Regions from separate parts of the Mus musculus genome. Here region 2 is linked to region 1. Evidence: chromatin contacts called from public HiChIP or PLAC-seq data. All regions are on one chromosome and are shown on one strand. Each heading gives the region's core, a stretch centred on a gene start, on an enhancer-like site or on the middle of the called end of the contact. The rest is flanking DNA. Distances are from core to core; before and after follow the strand shown. Region 1 has its middle 400 kb from the start of Gm36528. Region 2 has its middle 51 kb from the start of Gm40340.

Region 1 (6,347 bases), core at 2,740-5,239:
TTAATCTTTTTTTCTTTTGAGATCCTTTGACTTCTTGCCCAACCTTATTGCAGGCTGTGTTGTCTAGTGTTGAGGTTTTACCCAGATCACAGATGTACAAGAAATCTATGTTCTTCCACCCATAAATATTGATCAAATGACTTTTTAAATTATTTAATTGCTAATTGCACATCTGCTTAGAAATATCCTTTGCTCAATCCTCCTTCTAAACAGCTGCACAAGAACCTGAACTGTAATTTCTCTAACACATCCATCAACATTTACGCCCAGCTCAGTACCACCTACAGAAATGTTCATGGCACTTAAAACCCACAGCTGGTTTTCAGGACTTACACACTGTAATTCCCCAATTAACCAGGCTTAAAAAATCATTCCAGGGTGGACTAGAAATTATGTAAGCCACAGATGTAACAGTGATTATACCTAGCCTTTTCTGGATGGCGCTCACCCTAGCCACAGGAATCATTGCACAGATGCTAATTAGTTACATTCATCAGGGATGCCCCATGTGGAATGCAGCAGTCCTTGGAAACCACAAAAGTCCTGGGCTACTTTCTAAAAGGAAAAGGAAGGCCAATGGCAATGAGCCCAGCTCTATACCTTGTGTGTACCCAAAAGCAAATGAGATAGCATAGAGGGGTTTTGTTAGATTTTTGGGCTAGGGGCTAATTAGGCCATGTCCATCTGAACAACCTCTTCCTCCCTCTGCTCTTGAAGTTGCTGAAAAGGAAGTGGTGAGACCCCCTTAAAGAAGAGATCCTACCTGTGAATCTGTGATCATCTGACTCCCCAGATGACTGGATTCCAGAAGAGTAGCAAGATTTTCACTCCCCTTAGGAAGTTTATAGACTTCAGCTACCAAACTAAAACATCAGAGGGATGTGCATAGCACTACCCCCCACCTGTATAATGGATACACCTTGACTAAATGTCCCACTTCTCTCCACCTCCTCTACAGCATCAAACATCCCTTCCTCCTTTCTTTATGATGAAAAATGTCTCCCATTTCTCTTCCCTGCCATCCTAAAATCAGAGACAACAACTATAAGCTGTACTATAGGCATAAACCAATGCCAGGAAACATTTTCCTTCCTCTGAGACCTACAAAACAAGGACCCCCACTTTACCTCATGGACTTGAACTCTCTTCAGAGCCTCCATCACGCTGTATACATGGCACTGGGGCTTGAACATTATTCTTAGACCCAGTCATGCTGTCTTCCCATGGCATTAATACCTCTCCTAATCATTTACCGAGAAGAGCAATTTGCCTCAGTATACCCCTTGAGCCTCAGATATGAGATCTTTCAGTTTTGTGAGAAATGCAAATATCAACAGAAAAAGAATAGGTAGAGGGCTCTTTACATCTATACAGAGATCAGGAAACTCCTCTCTCTGCAATCTCCATGGAATTGGGAATGAGGCAGTGACAGCCTGAGTTAATGTCTATCTTACCCCATTACCCACACCTGGTTCAATATCGCTAAGCTTCTAGATTAGCAATTCTCAATCTGTAGGTCACAACTTCTTTGAGGGTTGAATGATCCTTTTGTAAGCATCACATCAGAAAACACAGATATTTACATTATGATTCATAACAATAGCAAAATTACAATTACGATGTAGCAATGAAAATAATTTTGTGATTGGGGTAACCACAGCATGAGAAACTGCATTAAAGGGTCACATCAATTAGGAAGGTAGAGAACTATTGCTCAAAGAATATTGGTGTATTACTCAGCATTTCTGTAAACTCAGTACTTAGGAAACTGAATTCAAGACCAGCCTGGGAGATATAGACCCAGTGTAGAAAAAAAAAAAAAGTGCACATACAATGTGTGTGTGTGTGTGTGTGTGTGTGTGTGTGCACATGCATGTGCACATCCAGGTACATGTGCATGTGTGTGAACATCTGTGTGGCTGTCAGAAGTTAACCTTGGGTATCATTCCTTGGGCATCATCTTTCTTGTATCTCAAGACAGATTCTCCCTTTTTTAAAAAGCATACTTAAAATTGTTTTATTTCCATATGGTTTCACAATAAACAGGTACCATGGTTTATCTTTCTTTGACATCTAGTTTAGAATACATTTGTAAAGTATCGCACCTTAGACATTCTTTGAGAATCTCATACAATGTATTTTGATCTTCATTATCTCCTAGTCTCCCGACTAACTTTTCCTAGACCCACACCCATCTCCGTCTATCCCAACTTTTGTGTCCTCTTTCTATTTTCTGAAAATAACTCACCAGGTCCCATTTGTGCTAATCATATACCTCTGCATGTGTGGAAATCCCCAGGAGCAAAGCTTTAAAGAAAACTCTCTCTTCCCTCCCCTAGAACCCACCAAAGGTTACTATCGCCTCAGTTAGGTGTGGCTTGTAAGCCCTTAGTCATCCATGTTGGACTGTGACTGATTTGATCTTGTATAGGTCTTGTGCATACAACCACAACCACAGCTTCTGTGAGTTCATGAGTACCAGGGGTCTATCATGTCCAGAAAACTCTTTGACTCTTTGTCCTTCTCAGTCTCTGACTCTTACAATCTTTTTGCCTTTCTTCTTCAATGATACCTGAGTTTTGATGGGATATGATGTAGATTCATGACTGAGGACTCCAGTGAGTCTCTTAGTTTTATTATGAACTGGCAGATTCAGTTAGCCTTAAGTTTAAAAAAAAAGCAATGAAAAGAAAAAAGAAAGAAAGAAATGAGTGTTTCATAAGACTGAAGTCTCTTTCACTCTTCCAATGTGAGATATTGATGGTTGGGTGTAACTCAATTGTGTATTTCTTCTGTAATGAAGTTTATAGATGACCACATCATATAACAATATCAAAAGTTTGGGCAACCTGATTACAGAATCTAGTAATTCTTTTTAAAAAGATTTATTTATTTATTTATTTATTTATTTATTTAATATATGCACATGAATGCACTGTCATTCTCTTCAGATACACCTAAAGAGACATCTGATCCCATTACAGATGGTCATAAGCCACCATGTGGTTGCTGGGAATTGAACTCTGGACAAGCTCTTAACCACTGAACCATCTCTCCAGCCCTCTAACAAGTAATTCTATAGAGAATTTTCAGCTCCTTCCCTTTCCCTGCCATGTTCACTGGATGGCATGTCCCTCTACCTCATGTATGCTGATCTCTAAACTTAGATTCATAGGCATCAAATCTTCTTGTATCCTTCTAGGCAATGATCTTGTGTTCCTTGTCTCTACCCAGGACTCCTGATAACCCAAAGGACTTGACCAGCCCCTGTACAGCCGGTTCCTCACAAAGAGTAATGAGGAAGTCACAGCTATAGCTTGTAGCCCCAGGCCCTTAGCCAATGTCTTAAATCAACATTCACAATGTCCCTTGTCTATAAAAAGATCAGCATACATGAGGCTTCTAGCAAAAACCTTGTCAACCAGAGAGATTCAATTATATTCTCATGTGCACATACTATTCAAATACACTCCAACACTTACCTTTTTCGTAAATCTTTGTGTGTGTCATGTGTGTTCAAGTATGTGCATATAGGTGATACATGCTATGGTGTACATGAAAAGGACAGAGGACAACCTCAGATGTCAGCCCCAATCTTCCACCTTGTTTGAGGCAGAGTCTCCTGTTGCTTCCTACCCAGTATATCAGACTAGCTAGCCATGAGTTTCTGAAATTCTCTCACTTCCTCCTATCTCAGTGGAGAATTCCAGGATCACTTACATGCATTAGTGCATCTGGTTTTCATGTGCATTCTGGGATTTGAACTCAGATCTTCACACTCACATGGCAAGACAATCTACTCAACCTATCTTGTGTTTTCCTCCCTCAATAAAGGCCTGGGCTTCCCTGGCTTATAGCCTAATTTCTTTCCCTGCTTCAAAGAAGCCCTGAGACTGAAAGGAAATAGTTTGCCTTCTATTCAAAGGAGTACAGCCTCCCTTGCTTCCCACAAAAGACATTGATATTTGCATAAAACCTGAATTGAGATGCTTCAGAGTGGCTTGTGCATGCAGAAAGGCCCTTGCTCCCCTCCTGTCTGTCAGCCTCACCCGAGATCATATGCCCCATGTCTCTTCTTCCACACAGCCAATCTTGGAGCCAGCCAACACGCAGGAGGCAGGAATGGAGCCAGCTGCTTGACGACTTTAATGTTAAAATGTGTTGAACATTCACAGGCCACGGAACTCTACTAAGTGAACCAAATGGGCTTCCCTAAAGCCATATGCTCCCTCCATCACCTCCCAGCTGCAGCCCTCCTGTGCACCAGGAATAGGCTTGTTGGGGATGGCTCAGGAAGTGTAGAGGGATTTTTTTTCTTTCCTGCTGAGCTGCTAATACCAGATGCTGATGTCACAATCAGAACTGGCAGAGAAAAGTCAAGCAGCAAGCAGAGCATTCCCCCAGAGAACAAGAATGTACCCTTTCTCTAATGAGTGCTTCTGAGAGGCATCTTTACATGTTCACAGCCCCGCTGCATCCTTAGTTAATGAGATCATTACAGAACTACTGAAGAGATGTGGTGGGGACTGGCTAAGCTGTTCAACAGAGCACTCTTACTCTTGGATATACAACTGCTCCAATCTTCCTGTGGCTATTGGGATTTAAGGCATGATATCCATGGGGTTCAGTGACATAGGTATTTAATACTAGATACTCAGGCAGGTGAAGTAGGAGAAGTAGGATCAAGGTCAGTATGAGCAAATGATCGAGTCTCTATCTCAAAATAAAATGTAAAAGGCAGGGCTAGGGCTATAATTCAGTGGTAGAGCCTAGTCTCCCCCAGTGAGGGTCTGGGGTGTGGCTCAGTGGTAGAGCACCTGCCTAGAATCCCCCAGTGAGAGGCTGGGGGCGTGGCTCAGGGGTAGAGCACCTGCCTAGAATCCCCCAGTGAGGGGCTGGAGCTGTGGCTCAATGGTAGAGCCCCTGCCTAGAATACTCCAGTGAGGGTCTTGCAGTGTAGTTCAGTGGCAGAGCAGCTTCTTAGAATCCCCTAGTGAAGGGCTGGAGCTGTGGCTCAGTGGTAGATAGAGAACCTGTCTAGAACCCCACTGAGGAGGTGAGAGTAGGGCTGGCTCAGAGGATCTTGTTCCATTCTTAGTACTGGATTACCAAGTCCTATAGTTCTGGCTAACATGGTAGGCTTCTTTCTACATTCCTGGCTCTATCACAAGTCCTTGAATTTTTTTCCCCAATTCCACAAAAGAGAGAATGCCTATCTTTATGCTGCATATGGGGAAACTAAGGTGTGAGTAATGTAAATGTTAAGTCCAAGGTCACAAAACTGGAACTAGGGTTTGAAACCAGACAGTCAGACTCCAGATGCTATAGTGATAATTACTGTCCTGTACCATCTTCCTCAGGGACCAGAAAAAAAAATCTATGACCTGAAAAGAAAGATCCAAATATAATTATTTAAGACAACTACTACTGTCTAAATACTCTCATGCTACAAAGGAACATTTTCTATGTAGTTTTAGTTATAAAATCACAGGGAAAAAGAGGACTTAGTAAATGGTCAATTAAATGCTAAAAGATTCCCCTCCCATAATTCACACTAAATATCAGAAGCTCTGTTATTTTTCTAGCTCCCCTTAGAGATACATGATTCTGAGAATGAGTGGTAGTATCTTCCAAACCTCTTTGACTCTGAACAACAAAAGTTGGGAAAAGAACCTTACCTTCACTCACCTTCAATGTCCTTACCTGAACAAGCAGAGGTAAGAACAGAAACTTAAAGGTGCATAGTGCTCTTCACTATTGTGAAACTCAATGAAAGGTGGCGATAGAAGATGCAAGAATGGGAGCATAGATGAAGCCTAGATCATAGGCAGATCAAGTCAGATCAAGTGCAAGTTCAAGTTGGGGACATCTTCATCTAGAAGACAAAGGCAGCTGTTGGCAAGCATTGATGGAGAGAAAGATGCTCGGGAAAAGCACTGTTGTGGGATGACATGGATGGATGGCTGCTTGAGGATGAAGGAGGAAGGATTAGAAGTGTAAGACGGAGTACCACATTTCTGCTTGGCACACCACAGCAGAGCATAGAAGTTCCTAAGTTTTTAATTTCCATCTGAGATCCCACTGCTTCTCAAGTCCCCCAGAGTTCTTTGCAGGGGTTGGAGGGGTAACCATATGGCATGCTTCTTACCAATGAAATGTGCTGAGTAGCACTTTCTGGAAAGTTCTTGAAAGATGACTTATTCAGGTGGATCATATCTCATGTTACTCTATAAAAATTCTAAAAACGATGCTAAAGTTAGCTGAGTAGGAGCCCTGACTTCCTAATGATCTTTTTTTGTTGTTTTGTTTTGTTTTGTTTGTTTGTTTTTTGGTTTTGTTTTTTGGCT
Region 2 (5,671 bases), core at 1,409-3,908, 840 kb before region 1:
CTGCTCTGGAGCTGGAGGTAGAGGTGGTTGTAAGCTGCCCCACAGGGGTTCTGGGAACTAAATTCAGGTCCTCTGCCAAACGCCAACTTCTCTTATTTAACTTCTGAGCCTTCTCCTTACTTTCTTCTGTCTCACCATTAGGAGAGTGATGCTTGCCTCTCTGTGGGAAGAGGTAAAGGGTGAAGACTTAGAAAGAAAGCTCAGGATGTCCTCTACATGTCACAAAGTAAGGGGAAGCTTGTTCTGATGGCACAGGGCCCCATCATCCCATTATAGAGTCAGGAGGAACAAAGACTCAGTATGTGCCTGGGTTATAGAGCACATTTTTGGCCAACCTATGTTGGGAATTGGTTCTAATGCTTTGTCTTATTTTGCTCCCCAAAAGCCACTCTTCCAGACCTGAGGGTCCCTTCCCCTAGCTGGTGTCCACTGATAAGAAAAAATTGCCATAAAGCCAATGGCTGGGCAGAAAGACAGAGGCTGGACTTTTAGATTGTTTGGGCAAGGAACTGAGAGAGGAAGAGGAGGGGAATCATCATGGCGGGGAAGCAGAGGGATTAGACAGACATAAGAGCTGCAGGAAAGAAAGCAGCCAGCCATGTAAGAATTCAGGAAAGTGGCCGTAGGGGCCACTCCCCCAATTGGGTCTGGGGTAGCAAAGATAAAATATTGATTTAGCAAATTGACTCAGGAAGGTTGGAGGGAAGAATGTGCTAGCAGTGGGGAGGTTTGGAAGTACTCAGCCATTGAGCTAGTCAGGACATATCCAAATTAGTGTGTGTGTCCCATTTGTGAATCCAGATAGCTCTTGGGCAGATGCAGTGTGTGTGGGACCCACTGGGAGCCAAAGTGCTTTAACTAATTCCCTGCTACAATCCTGGGCAACTTTGTGAGACTTTTTCTCAAAATTAAAAATAAATACTTGCCAAGAATCCCCCAGTGAGGGGCTGGGGGCGTGGCTCAGTGGTAGAGCCCCTGCCTAGAATCCTCCAGTGAGGGGCTGGGGGCGTGGCTCAGTGGTAGAGCACCTGCCTAGAATCCCCCAGTGAGGGGCTGGGGGCGTGGCTCAGTGGTAGAGCCCCAGCCTAGAATCCTCCAGCGAGGGGCTGGGGGTGTGGCTCAGTGGTAGAGCTCCTGCCTAGAATCCCCCGGGGAGGGGCTGGGGGTAACAGGAGCAACAGAGTACATGTTAATGCATAATAACTAAGGCACCTTTCTCCAAATGTGTATTTTTGCGCACGCGCGTGGGCACACACACACAAACAGGTCAGGGTGACATTTAAGCACAGAGGGAGCATCCTTCAGGAAATGCAGTTGAGCCCCAGCTCTCTCCAGGTGTGTGAGTGGAAGCACTTGCAGGTGTGTCCAGCCTTTAGCCTCCCAGCCGCATTGCCATCTATAAAGTTCACCCTTGACAACTGTGCAGTAGAGTTACAAAAATATGATGGTGATGTTCATCATAATAATAATTCACACACATACATAAAATCTAGTTTTAAGTAAGCATATGATTTTAGGTAGGAGCACATTCATATCTGCTCTGGGCCACACGTGGCCAACGGGCTGTGGGTTGAACACGACTTCAGGTGATGATGAAATGTCACTTATGTGCCCTGCGTGGAACTTCATATGTTTCCTCTTTTTATTTTAATTTTCATTATTGCCTCCTCCAAAAGGCATCAGCCATCATTCAACAAAAGAGGTGGGATTTGAACTCAGTTCTCTCTGACTCTCACATCGAATTCAGTGGCAGAGGAAGCCCTTGAAAGATTGACTCTAGATGCTGTTCATGCCCGAGGGCCTGAGTTCAGGTTCCTAGCACCTGGGTAAAAGCCAGGCATGGCTGAGCAGTTTATGGGGCGGAGGGAAGGGAGGGGAACAGAGATAGGACAATCCTCTGCAGGGCTTGTGATCCAGCCAGTCTGGGTGAAGAGATGAGTTTCAGATTCAGTGAGACATCTGGCTCAAAACATAAGGTGGAGATTGATTAAGACAGAAGGATGTCAACCTTTGGTCTCCACATACACGCATACATGTTTTTGTGCTTTGACATTCACATGTGGGCACTCACACCTACCCACACGCCCCACACCTGTCCTCCCTCCTCCCCTACTGGGCTGTAGGTCAGATAAAGCTTGTGAGAAAGATTACCAGTACCTCTGAATGTGGGACAGTGTTTTTGTGCATAGGAGGAGTGTAGGAGATCTGCTAAGAAGTTTTCCATGCCCTCCTGGTTCTCTGATGAATCAGGCCTTCCTGTCACTGGAAGAGTGGCTTTGTCCTCAGTTTGACAAAAGGGTCTCCGAGGCTGCAACGCCCACCTGGCTCTCTGCTTTGATTTTTTTTTTCCCTCTTCCAAACAGGGCAAAGCCCTGAAGGGGTCTGGCTACTGCCTCTGCACAAATATTTATGAGCTGTGAAACTGAAGATCATAAGGCTCTTATAGTTTGCTTAAAAAAAAAATAGAACAGGCCAATAACTTAAGAAAACGTTTTTACCATCAGAGAAACTTCAAAGATTTTGGAGCATAACCCACTGAACATTATTGAAAGGCAGCATCGTGCACATCTTGAATTTTGGCACAAGGAATGCGTGGAAGGCAGGCGGGCCCCTTCAGAGAGCTTTGTTTTTCTTCCTTGCTGGCCATCAAATGCAGAACTCAAGCTGTTTTGCATCTGACCCTGGCCATCTGCAGGGCAGACTCTCCAACCAGATTCCTTTTCATGGAGAGGAGGGGGCTATTGAAAACATATCTTTATTAAAAAAAAAAAAAGTCAAAACTAGCAATCTCTCTGCTGCTACGGGTGTGTGTGTGTGTGTGTGTGTGTGTGTCTGTGTGTGTGTGCTCTTGACAGATGTGTGGAAGCGACAGAAGGTAATTATGCTGTAAGCAGGGAGTGAGCTGGGGCCTGTGGTCCATAGCTGGGTTGACTTTGGGTTTGAGTGATTTGAAGATACTCAGCCTCAAGGAAGAATTGAGAAGATGGCTCAGTGAATAAAGCATCTACCATTCAAGAGGGAGGACTTCAGTTCAGACACAGAGAACACACTTAGAGCCAGAAGCAACAGAGTATACCTTTTATTCCAGTGCTTCTAGGGGGAAATGGGAGCTAGAGGCAGGAGAGTGCCTGTATGCTTGTGGGGCAGCTAGCTTGGTATATGCAGTAGTGGACAAGAGACCCTGCCTCAAACAAGGAGGCAGGTGAAGACCAAGACCCAAGGTTGCCCTCTGACCTCCACGTGTGTGCCATGGCAAATGCACATATCTATACCTTCACTCATACACAAGAAGTTATGCACACCCTGACCCTCCACAGAGAAGAGAGAAGAGAGAGAGAGAGACAGACACAGACAGAGACAGAGACACAGACACAGACACAGACAGAGACAGAGACAGAGACACAGACAGAGACACAGACACAGACAGAGACAGAGACAGAGACAGAGACACAGACACAGACACAGACAGAGACAGAGACACAGACACAGACACAGACACAGACACAGACACAGACAGAGACACAGACACAGACAGAGACACAGACACAGACACAGACAGAGACAGAGACAGAGACACAGACACAGACAGAGACACAGACACAGACAGAGACAGAGACACAGACAGAGACAGAGACACAGACAGAGACACAGACACAAACACAGATATTTTGGAAAGATGCCTCAGGCTCGTCATACCCATTGTATTAGTTGTTGTTTTTTAAAATTGTTATGACAAAATACTTGGCAAAAGCAATTCAAGAAATGAAAGTTTGGGACTGGAGAGACGACTCAGTGGTTAACAGCACTCTCTGTTCTCCCAGAAGACCTGGGTTTGATTCCTACCACCTCTATAGTTGCTTACAACCATCTGTAAACCTAATTTTAGGGGATCTGAAACCTTCTTCTGACCTCTGTAGGTACCAGGTATGGAAGTGTGGGATAGACATTCATGTGGCAAAAACACTCATACACATACAGTGAAAGTTTAAAAAAAAAGAAAGGAAAAGTCTACTGTGGCTCACAGTTTGAGGGCGCAGTTCATGGTGGAGAAGTCATGGCGTCAAGGATTTGAGGTGCCCACTTAGAATGCACCTCTAGTTAGGACAGACAGGAAGTGGGGCAGGGAGAGGGAACCTGAAGACTTATCCTCAATGACCCACTTACCTTGGTGACACTCTTCCTCCTCAATGTTCAGCAGCCACTATCTGGGGACCCAATATCTCCAGATACATGAGCCTTTTTGTGCATCTCACCTCTAAAGGATAACAGTGCGATCATGTGAAAGTCCACCTGAGCTTGCGTTCCCATATTCACACTCCTCTGGTGATCATGACCATGAGAGCCATTCCATAGCGGGAGCCTGCAATGCTTAGAATTCTCTAAAATGATTCTTACGGGGAAACTCATTAGAACCATCAAGACTGGTAAGGTTTGGTGTTATGGAGCAGGGTTCTCTGATCAAAAGAGCCACCATCTTCACTGGGTCAGCTGTTCCTGCTTGCAAGAAGCCATCCAGATCTCACCCGATGGCTGTTGATAGTCTGTAGAACAGTGGTTCTCAACCTTTCGGTTGTGATCCCTTGGGGGGGGGGCATCAAATGACCTTTTCATAGGGGTCACCTAAGACCATTGGAAAACACATATTTATATTAAGATTAATGAGTTGCAAATATATATACCTTCACTCACACACATGAAGTTGTGCACACCCTGACCCTTCAGAGAGACAGAGAGATATTTTGGAGTGTTTTGCCACATGCATGTCTATCCCGCACTTCCATACCTGGTACCTACAGAGGTCAGAAGAAGGTATCAGATCCCCTAAAACTACAGTTATGAAGTAGCAATGAAAATAACTATGCTTGGGGGTCATCACAACATGAGGAACTGCATTAATGGGTTGCAGCATTAGGAAGGTTGAGAAGGGTGGCTATAAAGGCTATAGCTATACCTTCTATAGGTATACCCGGCTGTTCTCTTCTATACCCAAGGCTATTGAAAAGGGTGTGGGCTGGGTCATTGGACCGTCACCTCAGATTCTAAGGGCATCCGCCAGCCATTTGTATGTAATTCTGCTCTAACTGTATGTAGCCTTGGGCCTCTGGAGGTGCTTGGATATATAGTTTGGGGAAGATTAATTAAAGTTGAGGCTATCCATACTAGGCGAAGACTTTCCATTGTGGCTGCTTTGAAGTCTTCCACATGCCTATCCCATGCACTGTCAGTAAGCCGAGTAAAGCCCTTGGTTCCTTGGGGCAAATGCTGGTGGAATTTTACTTTGTTGATCACTGGGGCCTTGTGGGGAAAGGGTGGACACGGTTTGTATCTTCCCCAGGGAAGATTTCTCACAGTATATGGGCACACATATATTCCTCTCTGCAAATCAGGCGTCTTATGGCTGGTTAGATGGTTCAGTGGGTAAAACTGTTTGTTAGTCGTACAAGGCAGATGGCCTGAATTTGAGCTCTGGGACCTGTAAAAGAAAAGCTGCATGCAGTGGAACCATCTGCAATCCCAGCATTCCTCTGGTAAGATGGGAGACAGAGACAGGAGAATTGCCCAGAAGCTAATGGGCCAGCGAATCAGGAGTATGCAGCAGAGACAAGAGAGGTCCTGCCTCAAAAAAACAAACAGGAAGGGAAGAACTAATTCTTGAACACTGTCTCACTCA

What was found. HiChIP or PLAC-seq counts read pairs in DNA pulled down with a chosen protein or histone mark.
Region 2: an H3K4me3 HiChIP or PLAC-seq map of embryonic limb bud shows a contact between it and region 1, with 7 times the contacts expected there. The contact joins two enhancer-like sites. A contact is called at or near these places in 1 of 484 Hi-C or Micro-C datasets (cerebral cortex), 3 of 115 datasets of contacts at active chromatin or transcription factors (embryonic basal ganglia, embryonic limb bud and embryonic stem cells) and 1 of 9 other capture datasets (embryonic stem cells).

What each region holds. Positions count from the first base shown.
Region 1 is chr5:133,154,468-133,160,814 of GRCm38.p6, reverse strand. No RefSeq gene overlaps it. Among named protein-coding and RNA genes, the nearest start is that of Gm36528, 400 kb to the right of the region's middle. Within about 2 kb of position 3,989, at least 18 of the 459 cell types and tissues checked have an H3K27ac peak or open chromatin away from gene starts, as enhancers often do. A contact at or near this core is called in embryonic limb bud, where this site is marked.
Region 2 is chr5:133,996,953-134,002,623 of GRCm38.p6, reverse strand. No RefSeq gene overlaps it. Among named protein-coding and RNA genes, the nearest start is that of Gm40340, 51 kb to the left of the region's middle. Within about 2 kb of position 2,658, at least 14 of the 459 cell types and tissues checked have an H3K27ac peak or open chromatin away from gene starts, as enhancers often do. A contact at or near this core is called in embryonic limb bud, where this site is marked.